Linked DNA regions of Zea mays: region 2 is linked to region 1. A link is a contact called in public Hi-C data. All regions are on one chromosome and are shown on one strand. The core of a region is the stretch at or near the end of the contact, and the rest is flanking DNA. Distances in the headings are between cores, read along the strand shown. Region 1 holds the start of LOC103634660. Region 2 has its middle 110 kb from the start of LOC100501819.

What was found. Hi-C and Micro-C count contacts between places; a contact is called where the count stands out from the background.
Region 2: a contact with region 1 is called in a Hi-C map of ear, with 2.9 times the contacts expected there. The contact joins the enhancer-like site here to the promoter of LOC103634660 in region 1. A contact is called at or near these places in 5 of 25 Hi-C or Micro-C datasets (ear, endosperm, leaf and 1 more).

Annotation. Positions count from the first base shown.
Region 1 is chr8:2,722,284-2,729,611 of Zm-B73-REFERENCE-NAM-5.0, forward strand. It overlaps LOC103634660, which reads left to right and starts at 4,258. Exons shown (of 11, transcript XR_002263998.2): 1 at 4,258-5,069; 2 at 5,337-5,473; 3 at 5,580-5,642; 4 at 6,036-6,125; 5 at 6,485-6,650; 6 at 7,088-7,274.
Region 2 is chr8:2,983,230-2,990,557 of Zm-B73-REFERENCE-NAM-5.0, forward strand. No RefSeq gene overlaps it. Among protein-coding and RNA genes, the nearest start is that of LOC100501819, 110 kb to the right of the region's middle. Within about 2 kb of position 2,657, at least 17 of the 20 cell types and tissues checked have an H3K27ac peak or open chromatin away from gene starts, as enhancers often do. A contact at or near this core is called in ear, endosperm, leaf and 1 more, where this site is marked.

The sequences.
Region 1 (7,328 bases), core at 3,008-5,507:
CTTGCATTGGTTAGCTATGGTGCATCGCGGTCACGGGCGCAATAATGCACGCAACCTTGAGGTTGTGAGTTCGAGTACATTAGATTATTGGAGTTTTAGAGTCCAAAATATAAATATACTTGCATTGGTTAGCGGCCACCGGTTTAGCTATGATAAATTTTAATTAATATTAAAAAGTATAATTTCGAATACATTAGATTATTGGAGTTTTAGAGTCCAAAATATAAATATACTTAATAAACAAAAAAATTATAATTAGAGTCCAAAATATAAATATACTAGGTATAAATAAAGAGTGACTTGATGATTTTATAAAGTATTACGTACTTCTATAGGGTGGGTTACTTATGTGCACAGTACTTGCCTCACGGAGTTTGAATAAACAAAAACAAAAACAAAAAATATCTAGATGAATAAATAAATCAGTCACAAAAACAAAAAAAAACTAGATGAAAAATAAATCTGGACGGACAAATCAGCGACATAAACGAAAAATATGGACAACAAAAAAACAAATTAGTGACAAAGACAAAAAAAATATTGAACATCCACCATGGGGCTTGAACCCACAACCTCAAGGTTAAAAGCCTTACACTCTACCGACTGAGCTAAACATGCTTTGTCGTTACACATTCGAGCTCGGCGCCATAGATCTTGGCGCCGAGCTCGGTACCACGTTGGCGCCACGTCGTTCAGGTTGTGCCAGCGTAGCACGTACCTCGGCGCCATAGCCTATGGCGCCGAGCTGTGTTACCTCGGCGCCATTAGCAATGGCGCCGAGCAGAGGGTCCAAAAATGACATTAAAATTTTCTAAGGTCCAAACGTGTATTTTTTTCCGAGGAAGGGCTAAAATATAAAAAATTCGGTCGCCATGACCTAGACAATAAGGTACTCGATACCACTATTCGATATGTGTATCGACCCTGTAACCACACGTACGCATCCTTGTCGTTTATTGCTTTGAAAGAGACAACTTGTGGTTCAGCGTAGGGGAGGCTCCCGTTGGCGACGTCGTTGATGTACTTTGCATCTTTAACCATCATTTGATGGCTAACATACTTGTCGAGCACCTCCTTGGGACTCATTTTAGTGTACCTGGGGTTCTCGCGAACTAGGGAAATAAGGTTAGCACCTAAAGGGGGTGAACAGGTGATCCCTGTAAAACACAACTTCAAACACAAACTTAATCCAAATTAAGAGTTAGTACAAAATAAGACAGAGTGAGAAGAAGAGAGAAGTTCACTTCACTTGATTGCTCTTTCAAGATATTAAATCAACTAAGAGCAATATTATAAGTGAAAGATGGAACTTAGATAGAGAAAGAAAAATCACAAAGAAATAAGCATAAGAGACACAGTGATTTTTACTATGGTTCGGTCAAGCCTCAAATGCTTGCCTACTCTACGTTGTGGTATCCTAATAGACAAGGGTTGTACTCAACCCCTCTCAAGTGTTCCAATGATCTACTTGAGTGCCACGATCTTCTTTATATCGATTATATCCTTGTCTTAAGGAATCTTCATAAATTGGATTCTCTTGTAGACGTATATAGAAATTAGAGTTACAACTCAAAACGCAGCACATGAGAGAGGGAGAGTACACACAAGAGCCAAAAAACAACCACACAACACAAGAATCAAGATCTCAAGAGCTCAGTAACATAGAATGGAAAGAACAACTCAGAACTACGCTCAGTCTCCCTAAAATCACTAGAACATGTTGTGGCGGAGTGTTGGAATGATCTTGGTATGTTTGGGGTACCGAAGTTAATGGAATAGGACAAAAAATTAAAATAACGGATGTCTGGTTCTTCCAACTAAAGTTTAGCAATTGACATTAAAATAGATTAAACTTTAGCTAGAAGAACCAAACACGTCCTAGACATGTCCTAGAGATAGAAGAAGATTCAACGCAGAAGAAGAGGAGACATTGTTCGATCTCATGGACGGGGAAGCTTCTTATGACGGCGCGCGCATGCAGATCCAGGTGCCTCAGATGGGTTATCCTCCAATATGATCCATTGAAAAGGACGGTGTCATTACTCGAGTCGATGGACGAGTCAGTCGTTGTTACAGCGAGTCAGCGTTCCTGTGTTAATGCACGGCACAGGTTAATCTTCGGGCAGCTGGTTAGGTTTTCAATATTCTCTTCTATTTATCCACGACTACGAGACCTTATTTGAGAACAAGTCGTGTATATCTGAAATAAATAAATAAATAAATAAATCTTTTCTTCAAACCATATGTGTCACACATCCTGTTTTTAAATTTCTATAGATACTTTCAAAATATGAGGCGGTACTACCGGTGGCTCTGCAATTCAACATGCACGTTATTACTAAAAGATTAACACCGTCAAGTCTTAAAATAAATAAATAAATAAATAGAAATATACTAACAAATCTGTGCTGCTCTGGTTAGCTATGAATAATAAAATTCGTTGGTTTTTTGTTGGGTTCAAGGAAGAGGGGCAACAAGGCCATGAGAGAGAGAGAAAAAAACATTGACAGATTATATAATTTGAGTGGTAATTAGAGATAGAACCACGGAATTTTTAGCTTGAGAGATGCGTCGAGTCCCAATATAATTGCTTGGGGAAATCGCTTTTGGAGCTAGCAGGTAATCAGCAGCGGAAAGGGAAGCTACTACTGCTACCCTCTCGGTCCATTCATGTAAATGGACGGCTAGGCGTAGCCGCCCGCGAGCTGACTGCTGAGTGATAAATCCATGGCTGGAACTGGAAACAAAACAAGCAAAAAACAAAACAATATATATATATATATATATATATATATATATATATATATATATATATATATATATATATATATATATATATATATATAGTAGGAAAAGAAGAAGAAAAAAAACAAGCAGATGTTACATGGTACCACCCCTTCCCTGTACGAATGGACGGTGCACCAGAAATGGCCTGCGATGCGATGGACTCTCCGTGGCATGCACGCAAGCCGGCTGCCTCTTTACGTCGATCGTTGTGTGCCTGACTGCACGCACCGTGCTTCCACCACAAGTACGTGGTCACACCTCGGCCACAATAGACAGGTCAGGCACTCAGGCGTAATGAATTATTGCCAGTCCAGCACTAGCACTTGCAGCTGATGAGATATATCCGTGTGATTGGTTGGTTGCCTGTATCATCTCGTCCTGCGCCACTTGGATCACGTGTATTGACTTTATTAGAGTTTCTGTTTGGTTACCTGCACGCGCACAACACAAAATAAGTTATATCTGTGGTGCGGCCATCCAATCAGGCGGCCCTATATGAGAGAGTCAGTACTTGGAAAAAAAAATTCTTAGCTAGTAGCAAGCCAGTAATAACATGTGGCAGGGCAATTAGTGGCCTGAGGAGATCGGAGATTAACGTACTGGAACGTCGTCACTCGCCTGTTCTTTTTATATCAAAGGGTTCAGCGGAGAGGAGGCCACTGGTGCTTATTCTGCACAAATCACTAGACAATCTCAGGACGAAGACCGAGGCTAGCTAGCGCCTACTACTAGTCTACTATTGATTAGCGCTGCTAACGAACCAGACATTTTTTTTCTTCTTCTTTTGCCGCCAATGGTGGAAGAAGGAGTTACAGTTTGACAATCCAACGGCAAGGCAATCCAGCTGACTTTAGAGACCGATCAACCATCCACCTTTACCTGATGTATATATTCCATTCAGCAGGCGATGACAAAACGGCCTGGAAAGAGTTTCTCCAGGCTGATATCAGCAGGAGCTCCTCCTGTCACCTGCTCTTCTTCCTCTTCCTCTTCTTCTCAGTGGCCTGCAGTCAGTCATGGTTGGATGAATGGGTGGGGTCATCAGTGGTTAGGTTAGCGTTGGCGACTTGCGCTTGGACATTTGAACTCCTTAAGCAACCGTCGGTTTCAGGAACAGGTGAAAGAAAACGACCCCAGCAGAAACGATATGGCTTTTATTCCATCCAATGAATATAAACATCAGATTCCACCGATACAAATATCCCAAGATTCCCATGTTTTTTTTCCTTCTTCTCTTCTCCCACACCACACCGTATGGACATCAGATTCTCAGAGGGGTGTGGGAGGTGCAACTACTATCTACCCTATATATATATATATATATATATATATATATATATATATATATATATATATATATATATATATATATATAAAATCGGCGAAAGATTATTAGCAGCGACGGGTGAGAAAGTTGTACTAAAGCGGCTGAAAAGGAAAGCAAACCACCAAGGTTACCGTCCATAGGGCTTTATTTATGGCCTCCATCAAATGACAGCTGATGGCTTGCACCGAGACATCGATCGACGATATATACCCACCCTCCACTGAAATATCCATTCATTTCCATACACTACTACCATTCTCCCAGGCAAGGCGAGGCAGGGAGCTTTCCAGGCTCCGTCGTCCCGATGACTGCGCAGCTATAACCTCGGGGGCGCGGCAGCATGCGTCTTAACGAAGGATAAAGACCTGCTAAGATGGCCATGGCCATGGCCAGGTTCCTCTCGTGGTTGTTCACATGCTTCGCAGCTCTCGCCGTCCTGGAGGCCACGGTCCCTGCTCGTTCATGGCGCGCTCCGAGTCCCACCCCGAGGCACGAAGCGAGGAGGTTCGAGCAGAAGACGGACAGGTTCTGGGAGTACCAGGAGCAGAGCAATACCTGGGTACAAGTACGCGCGCCGTTCGACCTCATGTCCTGCATCAACGGCACCTGCACAAAGGTAGGATCGATCGGGCGGCTGGCGAGGGAGCCTGGACGACACGGCCTTCCTCCCGTCCAGAGCCAGGAGGAGGAGGAGGAAGACACGCGGCGGGTTCAGGGAGATGGTGCAGAAGAAGACCCTGTCCTGCCTGTAAGGAGGAGAATTTCCTTGACAAGAATGTCAGAGTCGTCAGTCTGGGTGACAGGGCAGAGCGGCTCCATCTACGAGAGGTTCTGGAACGGGGTGGTGTGGGTGATTGCTCCTCATGAGCTCCCTGCCTCGGCTGGGTATGCCACCGCAACTTTCATTGTCAATACAACTATCCTTGCTCTGTCTGAAGCTGGAACCCTCTACCAGGTAAACCTCTGTCGTAGATGTCATCCTTCAATCGTAGAACAGTGAGTGTTTGTGTGTTTTGATAGATAGAACAGTGACTTATTATCCCGATGGTTTAACTGTTGCATTCCTACACTATAAATAAATAAAAAAGCGTAAGGTGGAGTGGATATCGTAGAAAAGAGCGAGATATTGGCCAGTAAAATGAACACAGCCAGTAGACATTTTTCTGCCAAATTAGTTCATTTAAATTGCAATTTAACTCCAATATTCTGTGCACTTTCTCAGTTGCAGCTAAATGAGCATGCCCAGCCTATCTGGACAGAGATGGCATTCAACTCAAGCCAGCAGTCAGCGAATCTTGGATTAAAAACACAAAGTCAAGCTATGCGTATAAGAAATGGGATTGTATCCAATGATGGAAGGTCAGTCTGTACAGTACTGCTTGCTTCTAAGTATTGCAAAAAAAAAGTGATTTGCTAGTTAATTTAAAATCGGCTGATATGCATTGACTGACATTTTCCTAATCAGGAAACTTTTCCTGTCTATCATGAATGGATCCCTGCTTGAGGTAACAGAAATTCAGCCTCTAAGGTATGCAGCTGTAAGCCCGCAATGCCGTACTACCTCCATTTCTTTTTATTTGTCGCATAGTAGTTCAAATTTGTGCTAACGGACGACATATATTAAGGAATGGAGGGAGTATTTCTGAATCCTCAACCACTTCCCATCATGTAACATCTTAGCTCAAAATTCAAATGAAAAAAAAAAACATATAAAGATGACGTATGTAATGACTTTCATATATACTCTATGGATTAAAGAAACTTTCTTACATTTGGAGATCTGAATTTGACGGTGTGCTTATTAAAGTGAATGTTGTGAATTAGCTGCTACTTTTCTTAAAACAGCATTTTCTCATCACAACGAACTACACCATGACCTACTGAACACAATACTAAATGCTCGGACATCATCAATGTACAGGTGGAATTACCATGGGCGTCCTCCAGGTGCAGACGTGTCGTATATATCTGATGCTGGAAATCTGCGGCCAGGGACCCTGTTCACAGTAAGGTACGTTGAACATGTGTTCTTGAGGACTAGAGGGTGTTTCAGTCTACGTTAAAAAACACACACAGTTCTAGAATGTCCCAGATTGCCCAGCCCCTGTCCTGATCAAAGGCTGAACCACTTCCTACTTAGCATGTTTTTTCTACTACTCCTGAAATGTGGGCACAACAATCATAAAACAATAATACACTGGTGCATTAAACGACACAAATGATAAACCTGCTTAGATAGTTGTGGCTATACTCATTTATGTTATTTATCCAACATAAGTGGCATAGTTATCAATAGTCTAATTTGCACACCCTATAAGGTATATTTGTTCAAGTTGTTGGTCCAATGTTAAGATTGGATATGCAGTGCAGTTCCACTGGAGACCTCTATGAGTTTGACAAAGAAACAAAGCCATCATGGAAAAAGCATATATGGAGTGAAGAACTGGCGAAAAATATCTCATTAAAATCATCGGCTGGCTTTGCTTTGCATGGTTTGTCAGGGTCTAACTCAGTGTCTCTTTTCCTGATAAGCAAGGTATGTTAGAATTTTTTTTTTATCATAATGGATCCAAGATAATAAAGATGTGTTACGTTTGAGAGCTCACCCACAACATAATCTGCTTTAAAATGAAAATTTTCTAAGCCATGCTAACTCTTATATTATAAATTCCAGGTGGACTGTTTATGAAGCTAATGTACTAAAAATTTAAAAAATATCTGCATATGTTTAGTTGGATATTTAATAACAGAACATTTACAGTATGGTGCCACTTCAGTATGAACATTACTCTCAACAACGAAATTGAACATTGATCATGATTTTAAGCTTCATAAACTAATTATAGATAAGCAAAAGGAAGAATAAAACAACAGAAATTCAGGAACAATATTTTCCTAGCTAATCCCTCTTTTTCCACTGCAAGAACAAATTTTCCCGTCTTTTGTTTGTTAAAGGTGGTTATAGATTGGCAGGATGGCCTTTTAGTGGAGCGGCGCTTGCATAGAAGGAAGTGGAAGTGGGACAAACATGGAGCTCCTACGGGTCAGAGACTTAGTTCAATTGCAGAAGTTCAGAAGGATGAACTTAATGATGCGACTTCAATGTTTTTAACGACAACCACAGGAAAAGTATATGAGTATCAGTTTCCAAAATATACAGGTACTAATCATCCAATACTGCCATATTTGTATTACATGTCGTTCAAGTAAAAGA
Region 2 (7,328 bases), core at 1,407-3,906, 260 kb after region 1:
AGTTGATCTTGGATACCCCTAATATTTATCTTTAACAGCTTGAATACTTCTAGTTTTTCGCATCTTTAGGGCGAATGAAAGGAAATTGAGTTTTAAGATATTTTTATATTGGTTTTGGTGTTTTATGACCATCACAATGTTATGGACTAACTAGTTAGCTAAGTGAATGAATGGTTGTGGATTCATAAGAATGAAATTAGGAGATTTAATATGAACTATGGCTCAAAACTCATCTAGAAAGGGCATAATTTGGAAAAGATGAACTATGAATAGTTCAAGTACTTGGATAATTTTTAAATGACCCTAGGAACATATTTGAGAACCTAATAGAAGTAGAAAAGGTCAAACATTAAAATTGGTCTTTCAGAGCCAAGTTTGAGCAAATATGAGTTAAATAAGTTAAGTTGATCAAGAAGACAAAGAACTATGACTTAGACCAGTTTGATGGACTCTAGATATGGTTGTATAAGTTATAGAAGTGCCCAAGAAAATAGTTAAGCAAAGGCAAGGAAGGAAATCCCAAAAAGAATTTAAGTTTGTTGATCTACGTTGCACCAGACCGATTACACAGAGGACTTGTTATCGGGCTCAGAAAGCTTGGTGCATCGGACCGGTCCGGTGTGCAACGGATCGGTCACCAGACCACTTATGCAGAGAGGTTGGTTCCTAGAGAAAGGTAGCTGGTGCATCGGACCTTTAGGACACAACAGTCAGATTGGATAGCCCGATGATCGAGCTAACGTGGCGCCAATGTGTCAGGGTTTGGTGGTGCACTAGACCGGTCCATTTCCACCTAACACCTAATATCTAGTTCAGAACGATCACTAAAACGACAGTCTGATAGAGGTCCGATGTGCACTGGACCAAGCACTATCCATGGTCTGGTGCACCCGAATTCAGTGCAAATTTTGGGTAAGTGTTCCAGCGGCTATTTCGGTGGTTTGGGGCTATAAATACATCCCAATCGACCCATTCAATATATTAGAGCAACACTCCTGAAGAGACCAAAGCCTCACAAGTGCCACAAAAGAGAGAATTGAGAAATAGATCTAATGTTTGTGTGTGAATCGAGATAGAGCCTTGAGAGAGTGCATAAGAGAAGAGTGTGTGTTGTGTTCTTGAGTCTTGGTGCAAGACATCCATTGATTGTAAAGCTATCAAGAGCCTTCAACGTGTGAAGTTGTGGAGACTCTGATCTCTTAAGAAAAGCAAAGTGAAACTCAAGTTCGATCTTGGTGATCATTTGAGTGAGAAAAGGGTTGAGAGAAACTCGGTCCTTAGTGGACTCCTCAATTTTTAATTATGCTTGGATTAAATCATGTGTACATGGATGTGGAAGTGTGACTATATTTTACTATGCCTTTGTTGAGTATCTGTACAAATATGGATTAATTATAATGCTCATCATTATCCAAATGTGTACAAAGGGAATCAAAGTTATCTCTGGTGTATTGTTGACGAAATTACTATTAAAGGGGGGATTTTGACAAACACATGGCACAATATTGCATATTTATCTTCTTTTTAGGGGAATATTTTGGTTTAGATCTTTTGTCGTTCTTTTTCACTTTGCTTTTGAATTTTAATCATTTTTTTCTAAAAGGGAATGTCAATATTCAATGTTTGTGTGGTATTGTCAATACTTTCACAAAGGGAAGATTGTTAAATCACGTGTGACAAAACATTGAGTTATATTGGCATTGGTTTGGCAAAGTGATTTACATGATTTTTGAACGTAATGTATGTGTGTAAATATGTGTTTTGATATTGATGTAACATGCTTGGTAAGTGTTGTTCTAGGTTCAGTTTTAATGTGACACTGTAGTTTATAATATAAATTGAAATAGTTTTAAAAAATATTTTTAATCTAAATAATAAACAAAATAACTTATCTAAATGTGTTCTAAAGATTTCCATCTTCAGCTTCATGATTTTTTAAAGCTTCTAATGACCTACTTCACTAACTTCATCAGATTTTTTTGAAGATAAGCAGTATCAAACAAGACCTAAGTTCACGAAGAAACTGATGTATTTGGTCCAAGAAAATGTGCGGAATGTTTTGGACTTCACCCCGGTGCACGTGTCATTTACATGCATTGAAGACGAACATAAATCGGCTGATTGATTAGGTAGACAAGTGGCGCCTGGCTCGGGCGAGCGTGGTCCACGAGAAACTGAATTTTGTGGCGTATCCATACATGCAGCTGGAGAATATGTTTTGGCCTACATTGCATGTGTAGGTGTAGACTCAGCCTCGCTATATGCAGATGTTGCTTTATCAACGCACCCAAGGTCTAGATCGATTCACGCAGGATACCAATGAGCCAGAAAGCGTTGAGTTGGATGCTTGCATGGCAGAGTCAGAAAAGGAAAAGAAAAATAAAAAAAAGGAAAAAAAGAGAGATCAGACGCATCTCTTCTTTGCGGGCACTAGCAACAGCCCACTGCGGTGGCGTGACGGTAAGGCCTGGCGAGCGGCCCACCGCACTCAGCCTGGATGAGCGCGGCCCATCAGGGCAAAGTCCTACTCGGTCTTCTCAGGCGCGCTGTCATGTGTAGGAGCTTCATAAGAAGTGGCGCTCAGGCCGGCAAAGGCTACTGGCGGCTGGGTGGGAGCTCCTCGGGCGCTTGAGCACGGGCGCACGCTCGGCCTATTCGGCCTCTAGGTGGGAGGCGGCCTACTCGGCTGGGCTGGCCTAGTGGCGCGCGGTCTGCGGAAGGGAGCGGCCCAAGGCGCTCAAGCGGCACGGCGCTCAGCCTGTTGGGTGTTAGGACGACAAAGAGATGATTGGCAATTACCCGAATTACCCGACGTGTTCTCTGCCGCGGACTGGGATCGCTCGCCAGCTAGGCCCTCTAGAAAAAAGTTGGAGCAACATTGTATGAGAACATATTACCCATCTTCGAGGACAAGGGGCGGAACGACCTCTCGATCTACTTACTGCAGCCCAGGACGGGCGTCGTCGTTTAGGCGTGACTTCTTGTTTTGATCTCCCCTACGCCTAGGACGTTGTCTGGGCCAAGAGCCATAGTTAGTTGTTGTTTCCATTTGGTTCTTCTTTCTCGTTGTTGATACCGGCAAGATTCAGCCAGATGATGATGTCTGCTGGTTGGTAGTGAGAGGACTCTTAGTACCCGCAAAAAAAAGGGCGCTGGTGAAAAATCATGTGATTTAGTTTCTTGCTCTCCCTTAGCCGCGGGAAAGGAGTCTATCTATCTGCCTAGCTTTGGTAGATTTCCCCCAACGCAATTCAAAAACTTTTACCCGATATAAAGGTAGGTACGAGATAATTTATCTACTTACGAGTATGTTAATGAGCAAGAACCTCTACCTGTTGGGTAGACAGGTACAAGTACGGGTTGGTATTATTCATACCCGTCTACCAATGGATAAAATATAACCGCATCAATAGCACTATAATCATCTAATAGAATCTATCTTAGCTAAAATGGAACCCATCTCTAGCTATCATTTGTCTAGCTACCAAGTTATGTAATCATATAATTTGCTATATGTGAAGTTAAACTTGTTTTTGTATGTTTATTTTAATATTATGAGTGATGAATATATTGGAATTTAAGACTTTCCTAGCTGGTACAGATTACCCGACGGGTAAAATTACCCGCACGAGTACGGATATGGGTAAAGATTTTATACCCGCGAGCATATACGGGTAACCTAATGGGTATAATTTTTTTGATGGGTACAGGTATGGAATGGTACTACCCGACAGGTATGTACCCGTTGCCATCCCTACTGAAGAGTTTGTGGCGGCCTCGAATGAGTCTTCGACTTCCTAGATAGAGATGTAATTGAATCCGATACCGATAGATATTACATGTTCCATATTTATTTCTATATTTTTTGGGTATTCGAATAGGATACAAATATTATCAAGTTGTATCGGATAAGATTTGAATATATATTAACATCTTAATTTTCAACTTTGAGTATATAGATACGAATATAAATAATACTCGGACTTGGATGTAGATCGGATCTCAAACCTTTTATATGGATCGAATTCGAATACAGATGGATAATATTCATACCATTTACATCCTTATTTATAAATAAAAGTATTTCCCTTTTTGATATTAGAGAGGTTTAGCCACTAGATTAGAGAGATTAATCTATGTTTTTTAGAAATATTGAGAGAGAACTATATGGTCTTTTGACAGTCGGATGTGTTTAAGTAAGAGAAAGTAGGCAAATAAAATAATCTGGAACGTTGGTTTTGTTGACAGTGGGATTTGTCTGGGGTAAAAACGGTGGGTGGGTTTAGTAGAGGCATGAGTGGGTGAGAAGATTTATGGGTGGACTTAGATTAGTTTGATCTAGTGGATTTAAGGGGTAGAGATAATGACTAGCACCAGCGGCATGGAAACAAGTACAGGGGTAATCTTTTTTATTGGATCAACACACGATGAGGAGAGGATGCACAGATAGCACAAAAAGTATACGGCGGCTCGGGGAGCAACGGGCACGGTTTGGGCAGACATATTTGACCAACGCAACCACAAAAGCCGAGGTGCCGACAAGCGGAGTCCCTAGGATTTGCAGCTAGCTAGCATCCGCCTGTTTTGATTTCTGCCGTATCCGATCGATCTGGTCCGATGGCTGGCAGTGGCAGGCGGGTCGCATCGCATGCATGGAACCACTCGACTTCACTTGACTTGATGTCGATAATTAGTTGACGTACTCACGGACACGGTACAACGTTGCTGATCAGCCGCTAGCTGTCGTTTGTTAGCAACAGAAACGACAATAATCTTCATGTTCCTGATTCCTTAATGATGGGCTGTCTCGTACAATAGAGTCCTAGTGGTAGACACCTTTGCCATGGGATCGGACAGCTTTTTGTAGAGTAGGATATAGTCCATTCGGTAGAGTAGAACACTGGTAAAAGACGACGAAGCTGGACTCATAGTCACGTGTTTTAGACTATCTTTTCTCTAAATTTTTTTCCTTTATATCACTTTTTATCACTATTTTTTATTTTTAGAGTGGTTCGCCGGTTCTCCCTAAACTTCTCCCATATCCATCATCTATTAGTCACACGCGCAACACCGTTAATTTGAACCATATTATTAACCCCACTGTAGCCTCTCTGTCAGACTGATGACAGACAGAGTACGCGTTATATTGGTTGCACTGCCTGCTTATTAAACAATGCAAATTAAGATGCACGGCCGGTGAGCCTCGCGCGTACGTGTGGAAGTCCGGGAGTCATCGGAAATGCAACTGTTGGTGCTTTGTGCGTGCAGGGTAGGCAAAGATCCACGGACACATTAATCAAATGGCTTTGTCCGTGTACTACTATTTACTAGTACTATGATCAACAAATAAACTACTAAACAAAAAGGATCGGGGAAGGGCTCTAGTAGTTTATTTCAGTAGTTTATTTTAGTTGACACCGACTGCTTGTTGCTACTAGCTAGCTAGTGAACTAACAGTATGCAGGTCTACGACCGTTGGAGCCTTCGTCGGGCTAGCTAGCTCTCGCTACCTGTGTTAGCTTGTGTTGTTTGGCACCGCCAGGCCTGTCCGTCTCTCTATCTCTATCTCTGGTCCACAGTACGTACAGACACAAGGCACACTGTTGACGCCTTTTGGGAGCGCCAATTACTCAAGAAGAACCGTGGCGGTGCCCTCTGCACAGGGGCGGACGGTCCGCGCGCGGGGCCGGACGGTCCGCGGTCTGGTGCGAGGCGCGGTGATACTCTCTGCGCAGGGGCGGACTGTCCACAGCCTGGGGCCAGACGGTCCGCGGCCTGGTGCGTGGCTAGGGCTTCTCTGCCTGACGATCGGACGGTCCGCGCGTACGCAGGGGCGGCGGAAGTCGCCGGCGGCGGCCTGGATCTCGCTCCCGGGAGGGACCCCGTCGGGGAGGAGAGATCCTAGGGGTTGTCTAGGCTCGGGCCGGCCGACCTAGACTCCTCCAATCGGCGTAGAGTCGAAGAGAGGCGAAGAATTTGGGATTGAGAGGCTAAACCTAAACTAGACTAGAACTACTCCTAGGATAAAATGCGAATAAAAGTTGTATTGATTCGATTGTTGATGATTACAAATCGGCCGTATACCTCTCTATTTATAGAGGAGGGGGGCTGGACCCTTTACAAACTAATTTCCGAGCTTATCCCATGATTTTAGCTAACAACCGTAGCACAAAACTCGGAACCCTAATCTGTTCTGCGCACGCGTGGACCGTCCGGCCCACAGGCGCGGACCGTCCGGACCGCGGACCGTCCGGCCTCAGGGCCGGACCGTCCGCGCTCAATTTGGTGCTCAACATATGCCCCCCTGCCTTTTGGTGGAGCTGAGCGAACCAAAAGCAACTAACTCGATGTTATCACATCGGTTTTCTTAGGCATCTTGCCACTTACTAGGATGGTACGCAGTGGCCTTGGTCTCGATGGTTGACTCAACGGACGTGATCCCTTTAGATTTGATCGAACTGTCAGTCCCAACATCGCCGAGCGTCATACTGGTCCTGACCAATTCGTCACCTTGCCTTCCTAATTCTCTAAGTGTTCTGGCGTAGCTCCGTAGTCGACCAGGTCTTCTCCTTGCAGGTCGTCTTCCTCCATGGGCGTCGGTATGTCGTCGGAGGTGTCTTGGTGTAGTGCGGATGGTTCGGCCTCAGGGGTCGGATGGTCCGCGTCCTGTGCAGATGATCCGGCCTTTATAGCCGGACAGTCTACCATACCTGCAGAGAGATGCACAGTTGTTGTTTTATTTACTATCTTTGTGGCCGTTTGACTTTTCTCAACGGCCTTTGGTCTCCATCTCTTTTGCGGTGGCGGATACTGCGGATGCGTGTCATTGAATATTCTTTCTGCCTCTTTTTCCTGATTCTCCTTTGCTCTGAGGCGTTGTAATTTTCGCTTTTGCGATCGTGTCAATCCCGATGGACACCATCGGAGCATGGAGTATTTTGGATCGACTATTTTATTGACAGTCGTACTTTCTTTTTTGTTTGTGTTGGCCAATTCACCAAAAATCATCGGCCCTTCGTTATTTTGTTGTACGACGACATCTGTCGCTCCTATTTTAATGACCTCTCCCCTTTTCGTACTGTTGGAGGTTATAGCTGTATGTCCCCCTGCCGGATTAGTCAGCCTTTGGGGCTGAGTTGTTCGGCAATCTTGCTGGGCCTGTGCTCGTGGACCAGATTGAGGGGCTCTCAATCGGTCTTGTACTGGAGGTGTCAACCTATTGAATACAGATGTTTGGGGTGCCCCCCAAGCGGGGTACTGTGGCATCCCAAATGGATATGGTGGCATGCCCCACATTTGATTTGGGACATATGGTGGAGGTATGTATG